Linked DNA regions of Zea mays: regions 1 and 2 are each linked to region 3. Evidence: chromatin contacts called from public Hi-C data. All regions are on one chromosome and are shown on one strand. The core of a region is the stretch at or near the end of the contact, and the rest is flanking DNA. Distances in the headings are between cores, read along the strand shown. Region 1 holds the start of LOC100384853. Region 2 holds the start of LOC103640777 (protein FAR1-RELATED SEQUENCE 5-like). Region 3 holds the start of LOC100278089.

Evidence for each region. Hi-C and Micro-C count contacts between places; a contact is called where the count stands out from the background.
Region 1: a contact with region 3 is called in a Hi-C map of endosperm, with 3 times the contacts expected there. The contact joins the promoter of LOC100384853 here to the promoter of LOC100278089 in region 3. A contact is called at or near these places in 2 of 25 Hi-C or Micro-C datasets (bundle sheath and endosperm).
Region 2: a Hi-C map of endosperm shows a contact between it and region 3, with 3 times the contacts expected there. The contact joins the promoter of LOC103640777 here to the promoter of LOC100278089 in region 3. A contact is called at or near these places in 2 of 25 Hi-C or Micro-C datasets (ear and endosperm).

What each region holds. Positions count from the first base shown.
Region 1 is chr10:6,253,011-6,256,602 of Zm-B73-REFERENCE-NAM-5.0, reverse strand. LOC100384853 reads right to left here and starts at 1,972. Exons shown (of 20, transcript NM_001362566.1): 1 at 1,330-1,972; 2 at 1,159-1,220; 3 at 662-765; 4 at 470-551; 5 at 318-377; 6 at 139-193. The coding sequence starts at 1,480.
Region 2 is chr10:6,195,788-6,199,018 of Zm-B73-REFERENCE-NAM-5.0, reverse strand. LOC103640777 (protein FAR1-RELATED SEQUENCE 5-like) reads right to left here and starts at 1,757. Exons shown (of 5, transcript XM_008664261.4): 1 at 1,370-1,757; 2 at 1,132-1,216; 3 at 1-1,048. The coding sequence starts at 1,407.
Region 3 is chr10:6,809,684-6,813,217 of Zm-B73-REFERENCE-NAM-5.0, reverse strand. It overlaps LOC100278089, which reads left to right and starts at 2,275. Exons shown (of 4, transcript NM_001151481.2): 1 at 2,275-2,644; 2 at 2,733-2,837; 3 at 3,254-3,425. The coding sequence starts at 2,366.

The DNA.
Region 1 (3,592 bases), core at 723-3,222, 560 kb after region 3:
ACAATAACTGCTTACATGATGCACAAAAATACAAATCATGGAGAAGCATCCTATTCTATAACTGATACTAACAACCAGTTGGAACAGCATTCTGCAATAAATTGAGCGAAGACAGTGGCAATATCAAATTATGCATACCACTGGCAGATTGACCAATGGAACGTGCAACTTGGCTCAATTTGTCTTTCACAGCCTAAAACATGAAAACAAAAATCACTTCACGAAGCAAACAGGAAAAGGCCAAAAACTGCAGTTGTACAGTGTTAAGCATGAAGATCCAAGTCCTCAGCAGTTCTATTAGAGGCCAAAGTCTATACCTCAAACTCTGAGTATGGCAGTGCTTTATACGGCAATTGAAACTCAGTCATAAGCATCCTCTGAAACAGATGATGTGCAACAAGCAACAGTTAAAGCATAAATGCATATTATTTTCCTTTGTCAGTTCTATGGTAAATGGATAGGAAGTCACCTGTGTTTCAGGACTCTCAAGCCGAAAGCGATACCGAAAAAGTGTAGTCTCCATGGAGAGAAACCACTTCCGCAATTCTTCCCTGTGTGTCGTATCAAATACAGCTTTCTGGTGAGTTGGTCAAAAGAACCACAAGTGAACAACCGTAGCTAATATATGTAGCGAATATAAACATATGAATATTAATCTTACGTTCTGCAGTAGACTAGACGGAGCACAAAGTGCGATATTATATCCTTGTTCAAATTCTCTGCTGGATCCTGGTGCCTCATGTGTGTCTTCCACAATTCACTGACCTGAAGTGCAGAACAGAACAAGACATTTCTATTTAAAACAAAAGTTAGAGCAATGCCAGAATGCGATAGAGTCCATAACTAGGGTTGCAAAACCTTCCATGTTTATCTTAATTCAGTATGATTCTGAGGAGAAAGCAACAATTCTAGCTACAAAAAATAGACTAACATCCAAAGGGGCCTAAGTTAGCCACTCTTAATATTCTCTAGCGAAATCAAAACCATACAAAGAGGTTGATCCTTCAAATACATACACAAGACTGAAACCACTGAAACATTCGCCTACTCCTGATGGCAAAACCCAAATTTTAGGCAGAAATATGCTCCAAATATAGTTCCCTCCTGCATCCCCCCAAGGCCCCAAGACCATGAACGGCAAAGGCGATAATCGCTCACCAGTTTCTCCATCTCCTCCGGCCTCTTCCCACGCGAGAGTCCATCCGAAATCCCCTTGAGAACTGCTCGTTACCAGCGCACGCAATGAAACGAGTTAGCAAGATCTGGGAAGTAACGGAAGGAAGCCACGCGGGATCGGGAAGCATTTCTCTCGCCAGGAAGAAGCCGCACCTCGGAGGCGGTCGATGGCGAAGAGCTCGAACTCCTCCAGCCGCACCTCGAGCTGCGGCGCCGCCTTGTAGGTCGGCAGGGCCCCCGCGCCGCCGCCGCCGCCGCCACTGGCTGCGGCGGCGACCTGCCTCTGGGAGCGCACGATCTCCATGCGGCGTTGGAGGCTGCGTGGTCAGCGGATCCTCGCCCGGCCGGTGTCCGGGTCTGTGGACTGTGGATCAGTGCCGCAGGCCGCTGGGGTTGGGGCGCTGGACGCGCAGGGGCGCAGGGGCGCAGGGGCGAGGGGGCGAGGCTGTGGGAGAATCGGAGAAGGACCGAGCACCGTGCGGGACTAGGCCTGGGCGAGGCCGATGCGCCGCCGGCCGCCGCTTCTGACCTTCCGCGCCTCCCGTTCTCCGTGCCCCCAGCCGATGCGCGAGCGAGAGACGAGAGACGGAGCGAGTACCGAGGGAGGTAGGGGAGTGACGAGCCTTGTTGGTGTCTGCCGGAGACTACAGCGCGCGCGGGCCGGTAGGCGGTTGTTGCGGGGATGAGAGTGTTGGGGAGGAAGGGGAAGGGCGGCCGGAGCGAAGACTGGGGCGGTGGGGCTTAGGGGCGCCTTGGCGGGAAAAGCACCTCGTTTTCCCGCCGCGATGCCGCTGGGCCGTAGGCTCTAGGCCTGCTATTGGGGCCGCGAGGATGAAAGTTACCCGTGGGGGCAGTCGTTTGGTGCTCAATTTTTTTATTTGACATGGGAGTTATTTTAGTTCATTGGCGGTGGAGTAAAACATGGTTTTACACTATAAAAATCACTATTTAGAGAGTGAATATTGAAATAGATGAGATATAGCCTACTATTAATGATTTAGAGCGCAGAATAGCATCCCCGTGGTCGTCATCCACACGTGTGATACCGGTACGCGGTACACCACTAGCGTCGGAGACTACATGGCTCGGTCGCGTGGCCGATGGACGGGAAACAATTTGTTGTGAGGAAGTGTGGTGTATGAGAGCGAGTGGTTGATCTAAGCATGAGTCATCTTACCTGACCGATTCAGTCCATACTGAAAAAATTGACTCGATCCAACTAATACAATAATTGGGTATGAACTATAGTTTTTCAATAATCGGGTATGAACTATAGTTTTTTTGCCAATAGCAATCGACAGACAAGTACAAGCCGTGAGACTTAAAAGACGACCCAACCCGATCCAGAGCAAAAAAAAATAACTCAAATGAAAGCTAAAAAAACTCGACTTAACAGGAAAAAACGGACTCAAACTGATCAATAGAGAGACACGGACCAACCTGACCTGTGTCCCTCTATGCACGGACGGGCGCGGGTCGTGCCAAACGGTCCATTGCCTAACCTTAATCCACCAAACTCAATCCGATCTAACATTTGAACAGGTCCAAAGCAGCAGCGAGAGCCAGGAAACTTAACCCATTTTGTCGGGGGGGGCTGCGTGGGTTTGAGCTTGGACTTAGGATTAGCTCACTATTAGGCATACTTGGGCGGTGACGAGGAGAGGTCTAGCTACCGTTAGTTTAGAAACTCAAGTAATTTAGATATCGGATATTTCCATCTCAATCTCACCTTTCCTTTGAGTTTTCAAACAAACCGAAAAGGTGGGATGGGGGATTTGTCCTAAACTGTTGCAGTTGCTTGATGACGCGCAGGACCCAAGAAACGTTAAGGCCGCCGGATGAGTAACCGAGAGAGTGGATGGCGCAGGCAGGCCTTGCCAGGTCGTCCAGGGCGAAAAACATTGCAGATGTTGTGTGCAAGTGACGTACGGGGGGTGTCAGGCGTCAGGTTGACTGGCACGTTCCACTCCCAGCTAGCTGGTCTCAGCCTGTCTACGCGACCTTTATTTTTATGTCCTCGTGCTGTTGTTACTATACTACACCATGCGACATGCGAGTCACGATCGACGTCGATTATCCTGTACGTACATGACATGCGTGCGTGAGTGAGCAATCCGTAGTTGGCGGCACCACACCCTGTCACGTGTCAGTGCCGCGTCAATGGGGCTATCTTATCCGCTTCGTCATCTCTTTGCGCCTACTCCCTGTCAAATCCAGGACCCTTCCATTGGGCGGAGAAAGTAATATAATTCCAGAACACAAACTAAACCATTGCTTTACTAACCGTCTGCACATGGAGCAGTTTACTAAATGGCATTTGATTATTAGAATCACATTCCTCCCCCACTTGGAAGATGGAAACATCCCCTAGTATTTTACCCAAAAACCGCGCAGCCGACGCTTTTTTTAACTGACT
Region 2 (3,231 bases), core at 508-3,007, 610 kb after region 3:
CCCAAAACTTGTTACCTGACTTGTCCTCTACCTCGTCCTCTGTCGCTTTAATTATAGGACCAAGATGTTTGACAGCATTTTGGCCAATATGCCACAAACATAGGCGGTGAGCTGTGTTTGGGAATACATGAGCAATTGCTGCTGCCATTGCTGCGTCTTGATCTGTGAAAATTGTGCTTGGGTGCTTCCCGGACATTGCTGTTAGAAAGGTCTGAAATAGCCAAACAAATGATGGAATAGTCTCATTGAACATAAGTGCACACCCAAAAATTATTGTTTGCTTGTGATGATTGGTGCCAAGAATTGGAGCAAAAGGCATTTCAAACTTATTTGTTTGAAATGTGGTGTCAAAGGACACAGCATCACCAAAGCATTTGTAATCCATGATAGACTGACCATCTGCCCAAAAGAAATTTGCTATATGACCAGTTTCCTTGTCCACTTGAACTGCATAAAAAAATGTTGGGTCCTCGACTTGTTTATTTCTCAGATATTCAGATAATGTTTGTGCATCATTGGCTTCTAAGTACGGTGTGCGCTCGCGACCAATTTCATTATAGCAATCCATCTTAGTAAATGGTACTTTGTCTTCCCCTCCATAATGCTCCTTCATGAAACTGAAAACTTGGGATGGCTTCATTCCAGATCGTCGTGCCTGCCCAATTAATTTTCTATCTGCCTCTATAATCTCTCGTTGGGACCTCAACTTATGTGTCTTATTTGGACTGGCAAGATAATGGTTGTGATCTAGTATGACCTTTTGCACAGTCCATACATTCTCCTTGCTGATACTAAACTGGACATGAGCATCACAACCGGTCCTTGTAATGTCCTTTTGTGATGCCTCATTTTTCCGTTGTCCTTCGCCACTGCAAACAAAATATTTCTGACATAAACTATCATCTAATTTGCGGCGCGTTGTCCTGTACTTTCTAACACTGAACCCAACACATCCAGCATAGGTATTGTACATCTTATAAGCCTTTTCCTCACCATCAAAAGTCATTCCAACTTTAGGTGCCAGCAGTGCATATTTATCAACCACATTCTGCACAAATAATTATCAATTAAAGGTCTAACATAACAAAAAATATTAGATATAGTATGTGAAGTTTGTTACTTTTATTTTACCTCAGCTGGTACTTCAATCTCCACTGACCCAACATGCGGTATTTGTTGTTCCTCTTCTTCACGATCCCAAGAAGGAGCATTTAATCTAACATCAGGAAGTGATCGTGAGGTCTAATAATAAACCCTAAGACTTCAATGTATAATCGATCAACAGGACCTTGATCAGGGAGCAACAACATGGATCGATGACCAAGACATGAATGGTCACGATGAAGCGAGGAGCAGCCACAGAAGTTACCTGAGGATCGACGGTGACGGCGACAGAACAGCTGCCATGCCGCCTTTCCCGTCCGTGACGAAGCTGTCCAGGAAGCCCTATGGAGTCCGTCCAGGAGCCGATTCCGGGAACCGGACGGGAGCCGAGCCGTGCGCAGCAGAAGTGCATCGCGAGCGCGCGCGGTGCGATCGTCCGATCCCGGACGGACGTCGATGTGCGGGGGTGCGCACGCCGCTCTCTGTGCGCACCGCGCGCACAGGATTTTTTTCGGCCCAGGTTGGGTCGTGGCCTCGTGGGGAGGGGGAGTAGGCGACTAGTTCGACCACCGCGGTCCACGGCGACGAAGCGACCGACACGGCGGCTGCGCGGTGGGGTCCGGAGCGGTATCTCCCGTCAGCCTCGCGGCGGTCTGTTCTGCTCGCTACGTCGAGTTCGCTTCACGGCATCTGGTGGATGATTCGGTGGGGCCCGGCCACATATCGAGAGGAGAGAGAGGTGGGGGTAGCGTGTGGTGTGGGTGCGCGGGCAGGTTGCTTTACACTTCTGCGAATGAAAGAGGGGGGCAAAAGAGCCAAAGAGGGCAGGATACCCGTGTAGTGTTGCCCACAAACACAAAAAAAAAAACTCCACCGAAGCTTCATCTATCGGCAGCTGGAAACTGAAGCGGTGGCCCGCCATGTGCCCGGCGCGTCTCTGTCCGTTTTACCGGTTCGTCGGCGCGCCGCGAGAGGCGCGTGACCCACGTCACGCAGTGGGAGTGGAAACGGTACGCTACAGAGCAGAGACGACCTGGCTGGGTGCAAAATGGGTGGAGCTGCGAAGGCAATGTATGAACTTTGAATAACTGTTTTTTTTTCGCTACATAAATAATTATGCTATTTTACGGACAGAGAAAACTGGCTGATGGTATCTGGAATATGATATTCTAAGAAACTAGTTTCTAGTTTTTCTTAATACATAGTGACTACCCTAATAGAGTATTAAAAGTAATGCGACCATCTGTGCCAAGTAGTAGATCGGCATGGTGGAAACAAGTAAAATAATGGAACGCAAGCTAAGCTTAGAGTGGACACAAAGTCACTCCTATATATATATAATCATATCGTAGCATAGCTATACAATAGTAGCCGAGAGGTCGATGAACGATGATGCCGGCTTCTTTTGGGCATAGGAAACGTGCGGAGAACGGCTCATCATCCAAGGCCGGGCGCGCCGGGGCGGGTCGTCATCATCGGTTGTGTTTGATTCCCGGAGCACGCCAGAGCCGGGAGAAGCTTCGGGGGTAGACGTGCCATGCCCATGAGGACCTTTGGGAGTTTGGGCAATTGGGTCCTGCGACACTCCAGTCCAGCGTCGACAATTTGCTTTGCTGTACCGTTTGGACTCGGGCCTTGTACGAGTGCTTCGTGCGGATTCTCCGTTCCCGGTCCAACCGATCCATCGACCTGGGCACCTGTCGTTTCCGTTTTGGGTTCTGCGAGTGCGAGGACACCTCGACCGATCGGTTTGACGATTTCTGCTAGCGCCCAACAATTAAGTCGTGCTTTCTGGTCAGAGTCTCTAGGCTAGTTTTCCTGGCATGAGTTTCCAGATGCATGGTTTCTGATCTCTAGGCTCTCTGTGTATGTGTCGCGTGCAATTTTCAGATTTCAACATACATATCAGGCACATCAGATTTTATAATTAAGAACCTATACCCAGTGCTGTGAAAGGAGTACCTAAGAAATACACAATCAACAGTTTTAGGCCCAAGTTTACGCTTTTTGTTGATTGGCACATTCACTTTAGCCAAGCAACCCCAAGTGCGCAAATATGAGAGATTTAATCTTCTCTTTTCCCATTCCTCGAATGGTGTGATCTCTTTGTTCTTTGTTGGAACTCTG
Region 3 (3,534 bases), core at 1,026-3,525:
GATACCAATGTCATTCACATTCTTATTGGACCGCTTATAGTTTTGTTAGCTAAGTCAGTATTAATATCTTGCACATATAAGCAAATTTAAGAGTCAAGCACCTACCTTTTCAACTTTATGGTGCTTAACTGCGGCAATCATGCAAGTTTAGAAGCAGACCGTGAGATTTTGTAGGCATTATACATGAAGGTTTGTACAGTTTGGTATATATGACTGAAATATAGGAACTGTGAGTTTTACAAGGCATATGTATCAATTGGTTTATAGAGATCATTCGAGTGTGTGTATATATGTGTGTTGCACAAATAAAGCCAAAAATATTTTGTGTGTACTTGTTTCTACATGTATTAGCTTCTTGCAGTTGCATTCTTTTAACTAATACTTGTTGAGAAAAACAAGCCAAATCTGTTACAAGAGTTCACCATTATGTTTTATTTTATTTGCAGAGGTTTTGGTAGAAGAAATGGCTATGTTTTTTTTATGTAAACAAACTTATTTTTGATATTTTTTATGATTATACAGTACTAGCATTGATATTTAGTAACCTTCTTATACTATTTTCTTTTCTGAATTTTCTTGCCTTTTTATTTTAAAAAGAGACATACCAAATAGGCCAATACTTTCCTAGACTGCTAGACAGGCCCCGCAGAGAGCCTAGGCTAGAGGGGCAACGGCCGGAAGCCCAAGCCAGAAAGGGGCCTAAAATTTCTATCTATATACGATGAACTGCTGTATAAAATCGATCCAGCCGGCAAAAAAATATTTTTTTGGTCCTTTTAGTTTATAATATGCACATTGTTTTCTAAAATTATATATAAACATATATTTAGTACTATTATCTCTTTCAGTTATGTGAATTTTTTTAAACAATAGCCTAAAGAGTCTACTGTCTAGTTTGTCCGGGAGCCCTTAAAATCATAGATGCACACCAGGGAAGCCTAGAGCTACCACGAAGAAGTAATTAATGCAATATGTGTTTTTATTTTTTGCAATACATCCCATTATTTACCTATCCCATAACTTCATACTTTCAAACAGTCGCATGGAAATATAACCCGCATGTGAAATCTCCTCCACTCGGAGAGAGGGGATTAGAATGCGAAAGAAAAAAAGATCCTCTCCCTCGTTTTGCTTGCTGTCTCATGTTAACCACGTCAAGTTGCCAAACTAGCTCTACGGAGGAGAAATGACAGGGAGAAAAGAATTTTAAAATAGATAGAGACTTGGATCTGTAGAACATGTCGATTGCTTCTCCGAGGACCCTCCTTGGATTCTCTAAAAGGCGAAAACACCATTCAAAACACTTGGAAACGTAAACGCGGCGAACGAACACGTTAAATCGGTCACACACGAAAAAAAAACACAATAACCGCAACGGTTTTTGTAGCTTTCCAGATTTCTTTCGAAAAAAGGGAAGTAACGCGTGAAGTGACTACTTGGATGTTGTCTAACAGAGACGAAAAATGATGTATACGATGGTTGCCTGTGCTAGACAAAGTTCTGGTACGGCAACCAAATAGTCCCGAACACTCGAGTCGAGTGAGTGCGATATTGCTGGCTATCCAACAAGACCAACATGCTCGACATTTACACTCAAAGCACCTTAACCGGCAAACCATTTCTGTTTACCAATCTCCTCTTCATTCACACACCTCCCAACTTCCTTCTCATTCACACTTTTTCCCATATATACGCTGGATGCTCGAAATGTCGACGACGTGTACGTTGTAGATGTTGTGCTAAATGTTACCGATGCCATTTTTACACTGTGCTATAGTTAGAGCACACCCTCATCTAGCTACGTGGCCCCTTGAGCAATCAGACACTCACAATAATCCACGCGCTAAACACCTATTTACGAACAAGATTCTTCACGGAGCCACCCACCTCTCTCATTTCGCAACGAGCACCGCGTGTTTTAGCCCTCTTCCGAGAGCCCAAATATAGCTGCCGCGCTCAAAATTCATTCACCATGGAACCCATGCCGAACGCAGGAACAGCGAAGTACAAGAAGACCTCGCGGCTGGCAGGCATGGGCCAGATCGGAAACACACACACACTGCGCCAGATCGGAAAAAACAAGAAAACCGCTCCCCCATCTCCGGTTTTACACTAGAGGCGGCGGAAAATCCCCGTCCTGCCCCTCCACGAAACCCACGACACCCGACGACAGCGGCCTCCGCCCGCAGGCCGCAGCCCGTCCGGCCCCACACAGGCCGCCCCCACCTCCTCCCCGCCACGCCTACAAGAACCACCCCCCGCTTTTCCATCTCCAGTTCTCCACCCGCTTCTTTTCCCTCGCTCGCTCGTCCGTCGCCCGCCTGCCTGCCTGCCAGTGCGCGCCCTCTCCCTCCCTCCCTCCCTCATGGCGGACTGCTTCCCGCCCGAGTCGGACGACTTCCACCGCCGCTGGCTGCCGCGGGAGATCCTCGCCGACATTGGCATCGCCGACCCCGAGGCCGTCGGCGCCGAGACCCCGCCCGAGGCCGCCGCCGCCGCCGCCGTGGAGGAGCTCGCGGCTCAGCTCGCCGGCATCCTCGGCGGCGGCGCCAAGGCGTGGCCGCTCGGCCCGCCGCCGACGCCGCCTACGCCCGCGGCTCCGCCCGCCGCCGCGGCGGCCGTTGCCCCGTGCTACGGCGCGAAGGTGAGTGAGTGGTTGTGCTCTAGCTTGTGTTCTCCGCGCGTTTTCTCGGCCTGGGCCGCCTGGCCCTGACACGGACATCTGGTCGCAGGTCTGCGGGCTGCAAGGTAGCGTCGTCGTGTCCTGCGGCGAGACCAATGGCGGCGGCGCCGTGTCTTGGCCGTTCGTGCCGTACCCGCCGCAGCTCCACTGGCAGGTGAGGAAACAACACCAGCCAGGATCCCGCTCGCCGCCGCCACTCCCCCCCTTTGTTGCCTCTTTCTCTGTTTTCGTGCTGGGTGGAGCGCCGTGTTTGGCAGAATGCTCGGCGGTGTTTTTTTGTTTCGTTTTTTTTCCGTTTCTGTTTTGTTTTGGAACCACGCCGCCGCCGCCGCCGCCGCTGATTGTCTGCAAAATGACAGCTGGTGGTAACTATCTCTCGCAATAAAGCGAACCTGTTTCCCCTTTGGAAAGTAATGATCCTTATCATTGGCTTAATAATCATGAACACGCCATACATAGGGTTGGAGTTCATTTTTTGTGCTGAGTGTTGGTGTTCGTGTTAGGCATTTGTGTTGGATGGCTGATGATGCTTACCCCTGCTGCTGCCCTTCCTCGTCGTCGTCGTCGCAGGTCGGGAGCGGCCTGGTGAACCACGGCGGCGTGCTGGACTACCCGGTGCTGCCCCCTGCTGCTCTACCCTGCCACGTCCCGCCGCCCGCCAACCTGCGCGGCGGCACCGGCGTGTTCCTGCCGCGCATCGAGGCGTACCGCTACGCGGCCGCTCCCCCGGCCACCGCCAAAGGTAACGCGAGCACTCGCATTCCCTTTGCCAATCCATGTTTTCCATCGCTCTGTGCCGCGTGGAAGGGATGGACGGACGGATGTCTCCGGTAGACGTCTTGGTTCTTGCA